2 separate regions of the Mus musculus genome follow, and region 1 is linked to region 2. Evidence: chromatin contacts called from public Hi-C data. All regions are on one chromosome and are shown on one strand. The core of a region is the stretch at or near the end of the contact, and the rest is flanking DNA. Distances in the headings are between cores, read along the strand shown.

What was found. A called contact is a pair of places that touch in the nucleus more often than the background predicts.
Region 1: a Hi-C map of cerebellar granule neurons shows a contact between it and region 2, with 2.5 times the contacts expected there. The contact joins two enhancer-like sites. A contact is called at or near these places in 6 of 484 Hi-C or Micro-C datasets (the HL-1 cell line, cerebellar granule neurons, cerebral cortex and 2 more), 1 of 115 datasets of contacts at active chromatin or transcription factors (heart atrium) and 2 of 9 other capture datasets (adipose tissue and liver).

The regions. Positions count from the first base shown.
Region 1 is chr2:77,896,442-77,899,141 of GRCm38.p6, reverse strand. Cwc22 (CWC22 spliceosome-associated protein) reads left to right here. Exons shown (of 20, transcript NM_001362658.1): 20 at 2,564-2,700. Among named protein-coding and RNA genes, the nearest start is that of Cwc22, 49 kb to the left of the region's middle. Within about 2 kb of position 1,386, at least 13 of the 459 cell types and tissues checked have an H3K27ac peak or open chromatin away from gene starts, as enhancers often do. A contact at or near this core is called in cerebellar granule neurons, where this site is marked.
Region 2 is chr2:77,789,746-77,792,445 of GRCm38.p6, reverse strand. All of the region lies in intron 1 of Zfp385b (zinc finger protein 385B), which reads left to right. Among named protein-coding and RNA genes, the nearest start is that of Zfp385b, 26 kb to the left of the region's middle. Within about 2 kb of position 1,380, at least 5 of the 459 cell types and tissues checked have an H3K27ac peak or open chromatin away from gene starts, as enhancers often do. A contact at or near this core is called in cerebellar granule neurons, where this site is marked.

The sequences.
Region 1 (2,700 bases), core at 137-2,636, 110 kb before region 2:
TAGGGAGCATGGCAACAGGCATGTAGGCATAGTCCTGTAACAGTAGCTGAGAGCTTACATCTAATCTGCAAGTCTGAGGTAGACGTCATGTGCCTTTGAAACCTTAAAGCCCACTCCAGCTGCCCTAGTGGCACACTTCCTCCAACAAGGCCACACCTACTCCTTTCCAAACAGTTCTACCAACTGGGGACCAAACATTCAAATATGAGTCCACCTTTCTCAGTCCAACTGCTAGATTTGGCATTTTAGATAGAATGTCATGGAAATGGTGCTCTTAGTGTATCTACTCAAGGGACTTAGAACTGCTGGCATGTCCTAATTAACTAACATCAACTGTCATCACTAAATTGAGAAAGTGTTGTTGAATTTCTTCAGATAAACACTTCATTTCATTCTGTTTAAATCTGTCTCCAACTTTTCCTCAGCCTTTTTGGCAGCCATCTTTAGAGCATTCTCTGTGGTGTTTGCCTAATGATGACCTATCTTTTTTCTTTGTGGATTAGTAATTGAATTTCTACAAGAGACAAACCATCCCTTTTCTTTTATTTACCCAGCCTTATCTTTATACCATGACCTGACAACTGTTTGTATTAGTCTGTAAGTTACACACCAGGTACTTTTGTTCAAGTCATTTTCCTTTTAAAAGATATTTTCAATGCATTTGCGTGTGTATGCATGTGTGTGTGTGCGCACACTTGTATGTCTGTCTGTTCTGTGGAGATGACAGCAAGTTTCAGGAGTTGGCTCTCCTCTGTCGTGTGGGACCCAAGGATAAAGCTCGGGTCTATAGGCTGGGCAGTTTTCTTCACCACTGAACCATCCTGCCAGTCCTCATTTCACTTGGAGGCTTTGGAGCTGCTGCTCTCAGGTTGGTCTTTCTTTGCACAAGCTCCCTTCCTTTCTGTGAGTGCATCTTTCATTCTGGCGTCACAAATGTTGCAGATCCTCAGTGCCTTCAAACAGATGGAAAGTTCTAACAGATGTCCAGCTCCTCTTAGTATGTGCCTTTTACACCAGGAAAAGAGGATGCTCTATTGAAATCCTTTTTCAGTTTCTTCTTGTCCATGTTTTCTGAAAAGGTTTGTATAGTTTCACCTAAGACCTGCTCTGCTTTCTTCAATAGAGCATCTGGGTCCGTGTGGGTGAAGGAGCGTCTGCATATCTGAGGTTACTTTATGTCGGAGTGCCTGTGTCAATGGTAGCAGCCTCTATGCTCAGCTTAGGTTGAAGGGCAGATACTCACGCTGTGATTCCCCACTGTGTTACATTTGAAAGTGCCTGGCGTGCTGTATGATAATCAGAACTGAGGGGCTCTTCCTGTTCTATCTTCTTAAAGCAGGAGTGCATTTGCTTCCAGGAACTTTAGTCCCACATTGGAAGAATGCAGCCCCAGTCATTTAACAGCTCTCTGAATGTCACAGAGTATATTTCATGGCATCTATTTTGAGGACAGATGATAGCTCAGCTTGAATTTTGCAGTGAGAAAGTTTGCTGATTCTAAGTTAATTTGCCGTATCATACAATTTTGCAGAGAACTGTTTCATTATTAAAGTATTAGCATAAAAGTAGTATGAACTGCCTCCAAATTAGAAAGCAGAGAAGCAGACATGGCCAAGGGCTTGCGTATTGTTGCATGGCTGAGCTGTAACATGGCAGAGCCCTGACTGGAGAACGAGCCAGAGACATGGGCTTAGCACTGAGCCAGATGGCTGCTGCTTGGGCAGCTGCAGCCCAAGAAGGAAGTTCTGACTGGCAGGCCACTCGTACACCGTGTGCCATCGACAGTCACTTAGCAGAAGAAAGAGGGGTTGGTACACTGACATTTGGGTAGAGTCGGGGCAAGAAGAAGTCATTTACCGTTGTGTTTTCATTCTGTAGTGAAAGGATTTGTGAAATTTTAGTCATCTCAGTGCTTTTGATTCATGAATTTGAATTAATAAGTGACCAAGTTTAACTTAAAATGGTGGTTTATTTCTCTATATTTTATATCTGGGATTATATCAGTAAAACTGAATTATTCAAGGTTTCCTTCGAAGCTTGTATCAGAAATAAAGCGTCCAGGGTTCTCACTGAGTTCGTAGCTGTCATAACCCATCTCTTGCTCGTATGGCCAGGAAGCACACTCAATCTGTGATGAGAGCACAGGTGCCCTCGTCCCCAGAAGGAAGTGGTTTGGGCTGGGTGGCCATGAGTCTAAAGAAAATTTTCTCTAGCACTAGTACCAGGGCTCCTGCAGCTACATTTCATCTGACAAGCAGCTCTGATAGAGTTGAGAGTATGTATGTAGCAATGCACATTTTCTAATTACTTGATGGTTTCCATTTGCTATAGTTTATTGAAAGTTCTTATGGGGACTTGAGTTTCAAACTAATTACATAGTAACTATTAATGACATATTTTAGAATTTATTCATCTTTTAAAATAGTCTATTTTTAGGCTTTTCAGTTTGACTTTGCATCCAATATATACAAATAAATGCTCTGCAGTATGCTAGTAAATGTTATTGTTAATTATGAATTTATATTAACATAAAAACTAACTATAATTCACTTTTTGCATGCAGCTAAAGGTACAAGAAAGAAGAGACAAGGGAAGGCCAGAGGCGAAGAAGTTGATAAGTTAGCCAGGGGCCACCAGGCACTTGAGCGGAGGCGAGAAGGAGGCAGGGAGGACCAAAGGCACCAGGAAGGGAGGACTGAG
Region 2 (2,700 bases), core at 131-2,630:
TGGGGGTGGGGGCTCATGTGGGTATGAACACATTTTGTGTGGGTTATACACACACACACACACACACACACACACACACATACATACATACATACACATATACATAGATTCATGTAAGTGTACACTTGTGTATGTATATTCTCCTAGTCTGACTGGCTAGCAAACCCAGAGATCTTCCTGTCTCTACCTCCCCAGCACTGAGATGGCAGGCATGTGCCTCCAAACATATATGTTGGTGACTCTAACTTCCAGTTTCTCGTGCTTGTGTGGAAAGCACCTTATTAGACTGAGCAGTTTTTTCAGTCTCACTTTTAGTATTCTTATTAGCCATCATTTGCTTGTAGATCTAACTGTAAATAATCCCTGATCTTTATTTCTCTGAGTCCAAGGTTCTTTCCTTTTCCCTAGGACCATATTTTGGAAAGGCAGCGTGATATGCACGTCCTCTGGCTTGGCGAAGGGGGGGAAGGATCCCTGTGTATTGGTAACGACACTGGGCAGAGGGATAGCAAAGGAAGGCAGCCCCCACTACTTGGTTACCATGAGGCAGGCAGGGTGAGCAGACTTGCTGAGGCGCCATGGTTGCATGATTAGGAAAGGTCCAGATGACCTGAATATGTGGCTCTTACTCTGTGGTGCCTTTGAACCTTCTCTTGTTACCAGTGCATAGGGTAAAGATTGGAAAATGGGCTGGGGAACCCTGGCCTGTGTGAGCAGGACCCCTCACTTTGTTCAACTCTCTGTTCCAGAGGAAAGGTCTTTTTTTTTTAATTAGGTATTTTCTTCATTTACATTTCAAGTGCTATCCCAAAAGTCCCTCAGATCCCCCCCCCCCCCAACTCCCACTTCTTGGCCCTGGCGTTCCCCTGTACTGAGGCATATAAAGTTTGCAAGACCAAGGGGCCTCTCTTCCAGAGGAAAGGTTTTTATTTTATCTTCTGGAACTTGAGCCAGAAATACTGGTGAATTACATTCTTAAAGAATTAATAAACCGAGAGTGTATTTTCCTCTTACGATTTTAGTTTCTTTTAGCTGTGATTATAACTTAGTATTAAAGCTGATAAAATCCTGAATGGATGGTAGCCGCTGTGAAAACGTACTTCTTGGTTATTAAATAATTGTAATAACACGGAGTGAGTGCTTCTCTTCGTTTAAGTTCCTCACCTGGTGTTTATACCATGGTTGTTTTCTTCATGTCAAATTCTAAACCTTGTTTTATAGTGTAACCATAAAGAGCTTCAGAGGCAAGTCGTCTTAATATCTATTATGGTGTGTAAGGTGTAGCTCTTCTCCTAGCATGAAGGCTGTGGTGAGGGAGCAAGGATAAACTGTGCAAGCTCACACACTCTCCTGGCGCCTTCCATGTGAAGGGCAGATCTGGAACAGAGTGGCCACCATGAGTCAGCTGTCTCTTCAGGCTCTTGTCACCAAACAAACAGTCACTGACTTGCTTAATGACCTCGGCCCTCTTGGTCTGACTGCATTTTGTCTCTCTGCATTTCTTTCTACTCCTTGGCTTCCTTGGACATACTTTGGGAGAGGGACACAGTGGGCAACCCAGTAAACAAGTCAGGAGTGACCGGAAAACACAGTTCACAGACAGTACCAAATGAAACATCAAGTCCCAAGTACATTGTAAGGAAGAAGTCCAGGATAAATGCTGGAGATTCATTCCCATGTAAGTGTTCTCCTTGCAGATTCTTTTAAATGGGAAGGAACAGTTTGAGCAGGTTGGCAGCTTTTGGAAAGCCTTTGCTTTATCAGCTGGGAAGTGATTCTATTTTTTTAAATCACATTTTATTGTAACTCAGTTTCTGGTGCCTCCAAATGCAAAATTACGTGCTCAGCTGACCCTTTAATTAGCTCTCATTCTGTCTCACATGATTTATAGCCCGGTGGCGCACGTGTAAGAATGATATATGATTTAATGAACTAGAAAGGCAGAACAGAGTCCCAGCGATTGCTCAGTGCTTCCTTCTGGCTGGAGAATGGAGCGGCCAGGGCTAGGAAAGCCACAGCCCTGTCCACTGCTTCCCTATCCTCTCGAGAACAACAAGGCCCAGTTTTCTGTGGCTTATGAGTTTTTGCAAATCTACTTTTGTTAGCACAAACATGCATGCGCACACGCACACACACACACACACACACACACACACACACACACTGACATAGGCATCTTGAAATAACTGTTAAAAGGAGTGTGAGCAACACCATTGATACAGTGCTCGTAGTTTGCACCTTCATTTTATTGTTTGAAATACAAACATCAGAGATGAGGCAACACTCATCAGAGATGAGTTTAATCTTTGGGGTTTGGCTCTGGTTTACCACAGTTGGTCAGTTCGATGTTGGTGGAGCGTGTTAGGCAGTGACGGAGATGCTCATCCAATAGTGAGTGAGAAATAGGATCCTTCCTAGAGCAAAGATAACAAATGATAAATTACCTTCGAACTCCCTTGTTTTAAAAGTTGAACTCATGGTTTTCTTTGAGGCCTTTTCATAGATCCCATTTGATTTGTTAAGGCCACCTCTAGTCCTGCTTTCTTTCTCTCACCCCCCGCCACTGTCTCTGTGGCTAAATCCTTCAGCACGTGCATTTTCTATTCTTTCACTTATGCTTTTAAATTGGGCTATGAGATAGTAGGCTGCCATATGGCTTTTCGTTCTCCCTTCCACTGGGTTGGTCCTCCCTTTCCACCC